Linked DNA regions of Capra hircus: region 1 is linked to region 2. The links are chromatin contacts, called in public Hi-C maps. All regions are on one chromosome and are shown on one strand. The core of a region is the stretch at or near the end of the contact, and the rest is flanking DNA. Distances in the headings are between cores, read along the strand shown.

The links. Hi-C and Micro-C count contacts between places; a contact is called where the count stands out from the background.
Region 1: a Hi-C map of liver shows a contact between it and region 2, with 4 times the contacts expected there. The contact joins two enhancer-like sites. A contact is called at or near these places in 3 of 5 Hi-C or Micro-C datasets (blood and liver).

The regions. Positions count from the first base shown.
Region 1 is chr18:21,850,653-21,856,106 of ARS1.2, reverse strand. It overlaps a transcript of LOC108637964 not described here. Among named protein-coding and RNA genes, the nearest start is that of DNAJA2, 46 kb to the left of the region's middle. Within about 2 kb of position 1,501, at least 2 of the 5 cell types and tissues checked have an H3K27ac peak or open chromatin away from gene starts, as enhancers often do.
Region 2 is chr18:21,781,387-21,786,601 of ARS1.2, reverse strand. The region is part of intron 7 of NETO2 (neuropilin and tolloid-like protein 2); the gene reads right to left. Among named protein-coding and RNA genes, the nearest start is that of NETO2, 49 kb to the right of the region's middle. Within about 2 kb of position 1,306, at least 1 of the 5 cell types and tissues checked has an H3K27ac peak or open chromatin away from gene starts, as enhancers often do.

The sequences.
Region 1 (5,454 bases), core at 252-2,751, 69 kb before region 2:
GGTTCACACCAATTGTTGATACCCTCTAGGTGCTTTTGGTTGTGGTAAGTGCTGGTGTGCCCTGCAGACACAAGTTTGAAGATGTTGAAGGGAGGGCCAACTGGTGGGAGGGGACAGGAACGAGGGGAAGCTTCAGGAAGAGAGAGGAAAGAGGAAAGTGGTGGAGGAATGGTAGGGCTTATGCTTTTACCTTGTATAACTTTTTTTTCAGTCCTCAAATTTCAGGTGGGTAAAGTCTATCTGTATTTGGCTGGTAACAATGTTGCTAATGCATGTGTGATTACAGTCCCAGGGAAGCAGGGCCCGGGTTGCAAAGGTCAGCATTTGAGCAGAACCTTGAGAACAGACAAGGCTCTCCTTGTTGTCACCCACACCTCACCACCATGATGTGGATGTAAATTCCATGTAAAAATATGAAGTTTGTATTACTGGTCTCTGTGGTCCCAAGCAGGATTTAGACTCAGACCACTGCCCTCCACCCCACACCTGGCCTGCCCCAGGCTCCTCTGGGAACCTGCCTGCCCAGCCTCCCTGCAGTTTGCCCCCTCCTTGTTAAGATGGGCTCCATAGGGCCATTACACTCAGTAAGGGCGCCAGATTTAGCAAATAAATTGCAGGACATCACTTAAATTCAAATTTCAAACGAACAACAAAAACAGTTTTTAGCTTAAGTATGTGTGCACCCTACAGTATTTGCTGCTGCTGCTGCTAAGTTACTTCAGTCGTGTCCGACTCTGTGCGACCCCATGACGGCAGCCCACCAGGCTCCCCCGCCCCTGGGATTTTCCAGGCAAGAACACTGGAGTGGGTTGCCATTTCCTTCTCCAATGCATGAAAGTGAAAAGTGAAAGGGAAGTTGCTCAGTCGTGTCCGACCCTTAGCATGGACTGCAGCCTATCAGGCTCCTCCATCCATGGGATTTTCCAGTATTCGGGACTTAAACAAACAAAAGGAAAAAAAAAGTTTTTTTCATTTATGTTTATCTGAAATTAAAATTTAACTGAGATGTCCTGTGTATTATCTGACAACCTAATACCCAGCCTCTGAGAGACTTCCTTTCAGCTCCAGCAAGCCCAGGTCGTCCCAGCTGGTTCCTGGTTTATCTGGAATTCATTGATCCGGGCTTCAGAAATGGCCCGAGCAACCCCCACCTCCGACCCCTGGCCCAACCGCTGTGAAGAGAGCCCCGTGCCAGACTGGGGGGTGAGACGACCTGGCAGGGTCTGCCTGGGTGAACCCTTGGTTCCAGTTCCGTGGGAGCGCATCACTGTTGTAACGTGGGAAGCTCCAAGTACGAGTGCCGCCTTTAACTCTCGAATTGAGGTGGGCTGGGGCGGAAGGCTCCAGGAGAAGGTGGTCTCGGAGGGGGACACCCCGCGGGAGGGCGGCACCTGGGGGCCGGGAGAGCGGGGCCGCGGAGCGGGGGCGGAGCGATGCCGCGGGAAGCCCAGCCTCCTGAGCTCATCGGGGTAACGCAACCACGGCCGGGCCCCGACTCTGGCCACCAGAGGGCGCGCTGGCTTGTGAAATGATTCTCCGCCACCAGGAGGAAAACGCCCTGCGTTTCATTCCGGTTAGAGGTTCTCTTTCTTTGCTCTGAAACTAAACGAGAGAAAACCGAGGGTACATCCCCTCCTCTGTGACAGCGAGGGGTCTTCCTGAAAGCCCCATGAGAGCAAGGGGCTCAGAGGCACTTAGGCGGTGGGCAGGAAGTACTGGACTGGAGGGAGGGAGGTGGGGAGGAGTGGAGAAAGGAAAGAGAGAAGAAAGGAGGGAGGGAGAAAGGAAGGCAGGCAGGCAAGGCAAGGCGGGAGGGAAGAAGGGTGGAGAGAGGACAGGCCGCTGTTCTTGCTGGGTCAGGACCCACATGGTGATCTCAGTGGTCCAGCCCAGGGCTTGACACACCAAAGACGCTTGATGAAACACTGGTTGAAAGAGAGAACGAGTGGCCCCCCAGGAGGGGAAGCACTGAGAACCAAGCATTCAGGGTACTGATGGTGGTCTAGAGGGAAGCCTGGGAAGGAGAAGGGGTAGGAGGGCGCAGGAGGGAAGGGGAACATTTCAGAAAGAGAGAGGCGCAGTGAAAGTGGTGTAGAAATCACACCATGGCTTTCACACTTAGACTGTATAACTTCTTTTTCAGACCTCAGTTTCCACATCATGGATGTACTTGGCACTTGCCACCTGTTAACAGTGTTGCTCATGAATGCATCCTCTCTCTCCTACTGAGGTTCTCCAGGGCAGACCCTGCCAGGTCATCTCACCCTGAAGAGTCTGGCACAGGGCTCTCTTCACAGCCAGTGGGCAGGTGGGGGATGCTTGGGCCATTTCTGAAGCCTGGGTCAATGTCAGTTCAGTTGCTCAATCGTGTCCGACTCTTTGCGACCCCATGGTCTGCAGCACGTCAGGCTTCCCTGTCCGTCACCAACTCCCAGAGCTTGCTTAAGCTCATGTCCATCGAGTCAGTGAGGCCATCCAACCATTTCATCCTCTGTCGTCCCCTTCTCCTCCTGCCTTCAATCTTTCCCAGCATCAGGGTCTTTTCCAGTGAGTCTGTTCTTTGCATCAAGTGGCCAAAGTATTGGAGTTTCAGCTTCAGCATCAGTCCTTCCAATGAATATTCAGGGTCAATGAACTCCAGATGAACCAGGAAGGGGAGTTTATCTCACTGGGAGGCCCTGGGTCGGTTGGGCCTGTAGGAGCTGAGGGGAGGTCTCCTAGAGGCTGGGTAGGAGCCAGGGTTGTCAGACAAAACACTGGATGGCCTAGTTCAATTTGAATTTCAGTGGTCAAAAGAGAAACATGTGACCATGTGACAGTGCTTTGTAAACCATAAAATGTGTGTGATAATGAGGAGCTGTCGGCCAGTATCATTGTTAATCTCTTCTTCCCCTAAAAAAGTCAGGACAGTGTGTTGAATAAAAGGAGGAAAGGAGGGAGGGAAGGAGGAAAGAGTGAAGGGAGAGGAGAGAAGGCAGGAGGCACACTGTAGGTGTGATCAGCATTTCCTCTTCCCTTCTGTCCATTTGCTAAATATTCTAGGGACCCAGGGCTTTGATTTTCTTATGTCAGGTGAGCAGGTTTCTTCATTATGCAGCTAGCATTTACTGAGCCCGTGTTTCTGCCCTCACAAGAGGGAACCTTCTAGCGGGGCACAGCCTGTACCCCACACAATTCCCCATAGGTCCACAAGACCTCAGTTTACACTTCTATAGGAAGTTTCTCCTGTCATCTAGGCAGCTGAGGGATGGGATTGATTTCTCCATTTCTCCATTTTAGAGACAGGAGGCAAGGTTCAGGGACCCCAAGTGCTGCCCGAGGTGACCACAGAGAGTGGTCAGACTAATAGCCTCTTTTCAGACTAACACTCCAAACGTAGTGATCTGATAAGTGCATCAAGAGGAAAGTGATCTTGTTTGTGGAATAAATGAGAACGCTGTGGAAAACTGGAAACAAGCGGGGTGAAGCGGCTCCATGCCTCCAGCCCACGGAAGGCTGAGCCACTGCTCCCCTCGCTTGTCTGTTTCTGGGGTGACTGTCGTGGCTCGCACAGTTGTGTGCCCTTCGTGCTCTGCCAAGCCTCCCACACAGAGGATTGCTTAATCCCCACAGCACCACGGACAGGCCCTCAGGTTGAGTGACGTCTCCAGGGCCGCACAGCTGGAAGGTAGGGACTCTGAGCATAGGGCTCTCTGAGTCTTGCTCAGGCTGTGAACAGTGCCCGGGACATGCAGATATGGAAAAACCGATAGTTCTTACCTGCCAGATCTTGACAGGGTTCTGTCTCTGAGCAGCCCTCTCGACTGCAAAGCAGCTCTGTGTGTGCTGACCTGGCAAAATGCCTCCGAAGCCTTGATGAGTGAGTGAAAAGGGAAGTTGTGGAACTCTGCAGGCCAGTGCACTGGGAACAAAATGTCCCGTGGGCTCATATTTTTGTTTCTGTGAGGGATAACTCTGAGAGGGTATTAACCGCTGTCTCCGATGGTCACCTCCACGGGGAGTGGAACTGAAGAGGGGGAGGGGAGGGAGAACATCCAACATTCTGTGATATTGGCTGCTGTCTGAGTTTCTTGTAACAATCCTTATCCTTCAGGAACGTTGAAAATGGAATGTTTGTAACAGGGAAAATGTAGAGACAACCCGAAGGCCCAGGCCAACCCTGGAGGGCTTCCCGATCTGTCTAGTCAGGCTGCCCTTCCAGCCCAGCCTGAAATAGGGTTGAAGGTGAGACACATCTAAGGGTGGGAATCAGTCCAGAGCTGAGTCAAAGGAAAGAGAATTGTGCGGCCATGGCAGGGACCCCAGTGGCTGCCGCGTGAGCATGTGCACACACACGTACCAGGCCTGTTACCTTCCTGCCCCCAACACACACCTCTGATCTGGCCTCTGCTTGGGGTTGAGGGCTCACATGTAGTTCTTTGCCCCAGGCCAGTCCTGGGAGCCCCCACTGCCAGGCCCTCTCCCTGACTCTGCCCCTGGCCTCACCCTGCTGACAGGAATGGGCTGGGAGACGGGGCTTAGGATTGTCTGGGCTCTGGAAGTTCAAGGCCCTGGGCAGCCTGCAGTGGTCCTGGGTTCCTTCTCATTCTTTTTCTCAAGGGGAAGAAAGCCTTCCTTCGGCTCTTTCCACAAGCCTCCCCTTCTTTGGAGTAGCCAGGAAGTGTGAGCTCTGTCTACTTAGGGTCCCAATTTGGTGGGAAGTGTGTTGATAGGTGCGGACACGTGTGTGTATAAAACTCTGGAGTAGGTGATCACGGTGGTTATCTCTGGGTGGGGGATTGTGGGTGAGCCTCACTTGCTTCCTTCCTCACATTTGTGGTTCATGTTTGTTTAATTTGTTTTTTAAAGTTTGTCTTTTAAAGTCTCACAGTCCCTGAGATAAAATCATCCAGAGAGAAAGCGCGAAAAGGAGAGTAAGAGAGATACATGTAGGGCAAGAAGGAGGGAAGGAGAAGAAGCAATGAAGACAGGATAAAGCACAGGGAGAAAGAGAGGGTCAGGGGAGCAGAGATGAAGGAGGGGGAGGCAAAGGGCAGAGGAGAGATGGGGAGAGCTCTGCAGGGCCTGGCTGAGGCCTTGATGTGCCCCCCGCCCCCAAGAGTGGCAGCAGCTGGTGTCCTCCAGATGGCACTGCAACCCCTCCAGGCCAGCTCCCAGGCATTCCAGCTGTGTTACACCCTGAGCACCTCTGCTGGGGATGGAGACAGCAGATGCTGCAGGTGGCTAGAGCCCAGCCTCCAGGTGGAGAAGCTGGGTGTTAGAGACAATCCTCTAGGGTCTCTCGCACTTTGCACATTCCATGAGCAGAGGCTCTGATTGCATGTTTTCCAGATGATCATTTCCAGGACGTTTGAATAACAAACAACCTTAGAAGTGAGTGGTAGTGTTTCATTTTGGAGTGAAGAGTAGGCAGACATGCCCACTGCACATTATAGAATGCTCTGTTCCCCTAAG
Region 2 (5,215 bases), core at 57-2,556:
CCACTTTTTCAATATGATAAAGGCTATATATGAAAACCCCACAGTTAGCATCATACTCAATGGTAAAGGCAGAAAGTTTTCCCCCTAAAATCAGGAATAAGACAAGAATGTCTGTTTCCATTTCTGTTTAATATAGTGTACTAGCCAGAGCAATTAGGTAAGAAAATGAAACAAAAGCACTCAAATTGGAAGGGAACCTATAAAGTTATCTCTGTTGGCAGATTACACGATCTTACAAATAGTAAACTTGAAAAGACCACAACACAGACATACATTCAGAGCAAATAAACTAATTCAGCAAAATTGTAGGATACAAAAATCAACAAAAATTAGTTACATATCTATACACTAGTAAGGAACAAATGATGATACTATCCACAGGCTCATTGTGTTTCCTATCAAAATTCCAAAACTATTTTTTGCAGAATAGAAAAACTTATTGTAAGATTCATGGAATCTCAAGGGACCCTGAATAGTTAAAGTTGAAAAAGAACAGAGTTGAAAGATTCTTAAGTTCAAAACTCACTACAAAGCTACAGTAATCGGGATTTCCCTGGTGGGCCAGTGGCTAAGACTCTGCACTCATAATGCAGAGGGCCCCTGTTCAAGCCCCAGTCAGGGAACTAGATCCCACATGCTGCAACTAAAAAATCCTGTATGCTGCAATGAAGACCGAAGATCTCACATGCTGCAGTTAAGACCTGGTGTAGCCAAATAAATAAATAAATATTAAAAAAAAAGCTACAGTAATCAAAGTAATTGGCATTACAATAGACAAATAGATCAATGGAATAAACAGCCTCTCAAATAGACTGTCACATGTATTAATATATGGACAACTGATTTTTGACAAGGGTTATGAGATGATTAAAAGGGGAAAGGACAGTCTTTTCAAGAAATGATTCTGGAAAACTGTATATTCACATGCAAAAGAATGAAGCTGAAGAAATTAATTTGAAATGAATCAAAGACCTAAATGTAAGAGTGAAAACTATAAAAATTTTAAAAGAAAACATGGAAAAAGAGAGTGACGTCAGTTTAATGATGGTTCAAGTGCTCCCTCTGTCTCTTCCTTCAGTCTACAACCAGTAAAACATCCATAACTCAACTCTGCCCAGCAGACCAGGATGTTGGAGAATTGCACATGTCTATACCTAAAGACAATGGAACACCAACAGGAGGTGGAATCCAGGCAACGGCAGAATCACTGCCTGCACCGCTTTGCTGCTATGGCGGAGCCAGCAATCCCAGAGAAGCTGCAGCAGGGGAGGTGGTCCACGAACCACCAGCCTTTTGGCTGCAGTGGCGCTCACAACCAAAGGCACCATTCCTCCTACCCGCAGTGGCGCTGCCTGGAAACCAGCAATGCTGGTCACAGCAGAGATACCTGCTCTCCAGCTCCCCTTCCCCCTCCCCTACTCCCACAGTAACAAAGCCTGCACCTCGGTAGATCCCAAACGCGGTGAAGTGCCTGTGATCCTTGTGCCCCAAGCGTCGATGCCAGCAGCATCAAGGCACCAAAGACCACTGAGGCGCAATGACAACAGAGAAAATGACAAGGAAAGTGCCAACTCTCAAATACAACCAGAGGCAGCGCAGGTAAGAGAAACCAAAATTTGTGCTATAGCGCCACCTACTGAAAACCTAGAGAAAGGCCTCTGATTTCTAACCTGTAGAATTCCTAGAATCAAAATCAAGTAGGGTGGGCTGCGGGAAGCTTTACTAAAAAAGAAAGATGTTTGGTACTTCAAATGTGCCAGAAGGGGAACAACTCATCAAGCACAATGAAGAACCATGGTAACATGGTATCACAAAAAGAAAATGAATGTTCTCCGGAAACCAAACTCAGTCTCAGAACAATGAGATTTGATAGACCGTTCAAATGAAGCGTCAGACAGAAACTCAACCAGCTTCAAGAAAACTCAGAAAGGCAGTTCAATGTGTTCAGGAATAAACTTAGTGAACAGAAGTAATACTTTATAAAAGTGATTGAAACTCTAGAAAAGAAATTCTGGAGCTGAAGAACTTAACAAATGAGACGAAGAAAGTACTGGAAAGACAGCAGGCCATATGGAAGCTTGAAGATGGAAATCTAGAAATGATACAGGTAGAAAAGGAGGGAATTAAGACCAAAAAATGAGGAACTTCTATGAGGACTATCTAAGTCAATTAGGAAGGGCAACATTAGGATAATGGGTATACCAGAAGGAAACCAGAGGGAGAAAAGAACACACAGTTTATTTCAAGAAATAATAGCTGAGAACTTCCCCAAACTGGGGAAGGAACTGGATATGTAAGAAACTAAGAGAACATTTAATTACCTCATGCAGAAAGACCTTTTCCAAGACACATTATATTAAACCTGTTGAAACTCAGTGGCAGAGAAAGAATTTTAAAGGCAGCCAGCCATGGCGGGGGCGGGGGGGTGAAGGGGTGAAGGGGTTGGTGGGGGTGGGGGGAAGATGTTAACTTACAAAGTAAGCTATTAGCAGGTTTCTCAGAATAAACTCTACAGGTCAGCAGGGAGTGGCATATCCTACACATGATACTGAAAGATAAAAACTGCCAGTCAAAAATATTCTTTTCAGCAAAATTATCATTCAAATATGAAGAAGAAATAAAGGCTTTCCCCCAGACAAACTACACCTGAGAGAGTTCATCAACACTGTAACTGCCTTACAAAAAAACACTGAAATGACCTCTTCTACCTGAAATGAGAAGGAAAAAGTATACACAACTTTGAGTAGGGTGACAGAGAAAACTGAAACTCTAACATCAGAATATTAAACGTATCATAGAAAAAAGGTTAAAGGGAAATAATTTATAAAAATAACTTATAGCTACTTCAATTTGGTAACAAACTTGTAACAAGAAATAATTGAGGAAATCAGACATCTAAGACATAAAAGGGGAGAAGGAAAAGGTCAGAACTCATATAGGCAAGTAAAAACAAGATGCTGTCAACAGAAAAAAGGATATTTTAACTATGAGACATTTTATACAAACTTTACAGTAACAACAAAACATAAAAAGATGAAACTGAAAAAAAATCCCAGAAAAGCTCCAAACAGGAACCTAAGGAAAAAACCACAATGGACATACAGAGCAACCAGAAAACAAAAAATGAAAATGAAATGGCAGTACTATATTTTCATTTATCAATATTCATGCTAAATGTAAATGGACTGAATTCACCAATCAAAAGTCACAGAGTGGCTGGGTGAATTAAAATGCAAGACCCAACTATATGCTGCCTCCAGGAGACTCACTTCAGCTCTGCAGACAAGTAGGCTTAAAGTGAAGGGATGGAAGATGATGTTCCAAGCAAATGGTAGCCAGCAAAAGCAGGAGTAGCCAAACTCACAACAGAAAAAACAGGCTTCAAGCCAAAAAAGGTAACAAGAGACAAAGATGGACATTATATAATGATAAAGGGGACAATTCATCAAGAAGACATAATAAGAGTTATTCATATACATGCACTTAACACAGACGCATTAAACCAGAAGGACTGGATAGATTCGCACAGAACATTCTATCCAAACGGAGAATCCACTTTCGTCTCAAGTGCACATGAAGTATTGTCAAGAACAGACCATATGTTGGGACACAAAACAAACGTTAATGAAGTTAAGAATGGAATTATATCAAGTATCTTTTCTGAGCACAAAAGTGTGAAGTTAGATATCAACGACAAGAAGAAAGCTGAGAAAATCTACAAATATGAGAAGGCCAAACAAATGCTACAGAGTAAGAATTAGATCACCAAAAATAAAATAAAATACATGAAGACAAATGAAAATACGACATACCAAATCTATGGGGATGCAGCGAAAGCAATACCAAGAGGGAAAGGTGCAGTTATACAGGCCTACCCCGAGAAACCTGAAAAATCTCAAATCTAACCTTACATCTAAACGAACTATAAAAAGAAGAATGAAGCCCAAAGTTAGTAGAAGGCAAGAACTAATAAAAATCAAAGCAGAAATATGTGAAATAGACACTAAAAAGACAATAGGAAAGACAGATGAAATTCGGAGATGCTCCTTTGAAAAGATAAACAAAACTGACAAAACTTTTGCTAGTCTACGAAAAAAAGAGAGAAGGATCTGATAAATAAAAGAGGAGAAATAACAAGGATACCACAGAAATATAAAGGATGACAAGAGAATATTATGAACAACTATATGACTATGAATCAGACAACCCAGAATGGACAAATTCTTAGAATCATCCAACCTTCCAAGACTGAACCATGAAGAAACAGAAAATTTTAAGAGACTGATCACTAGTAAAGCGGTCGAAATAATAAAAAATTCCCCCCCCCAAAACAAAAGTCCAGGACCAGATAGCTTTACATGTGAATTCTACCAATCATTCAAGATTTAATACCTATCTTTCTCAATCTCTCCCAACAAACTGAAGAAGAGAGAATACTTCCTACTCATTCCATTAGGCCACCGTTACACCGACAGCAAAACCAGGGAAGACACTTCAAAGAAAATTACAGGCCAGTATCTCTGATGAACACAGACGCAAAAGTTCTCGATAAAATGCTAGCAAACCATACAATAACACATTAAACAGATCATACAACATGATCAAGTGGGATTTACCCACTTGAAAGGGTGTTTCAACATCCATGAACTAATCAATATGATACACCCATGAACAAAACGAAGGATAAAAACATGACTGTCTCAACAGATGAAGAAGCATCTGACAAGATTTAATATTCATTTATGATAAAAACTCTCAATAAAATTGGTATAGGAGGAATGTACCAAAAATATAAATAAGGCCATATATAGTAAACCTATATCTAATGTAATACTCCATGATGAAAACTTTAAGTTATTCCTTTAAGATCAGGAACAAGACAAGAATGCCCAATCTTGCCACTCTTATTCAACACAGTATTGGGAGTCCTAACCAGAGAAATAATGCAAGAAAAAGAAATGAAAGGTACCTGAATTGTAAAACAAGAGGTAAAACTGTAACTACTTGTGGATGACAAGATTTTATACATAGAATACTCTAAAAAATTCACCAAAAACCTTTTGGAAATAATAAAAAGAATATAGTAGTTGCAGGGTAGAAGATCAATATAAAAAAATATGGTGCATTTCTATATACTAACAATGAACTAACAAAAACGCAGTTAAGAGAATCCCATTTACAATTACAACAGAAAGAATACAACACTTGAATATAA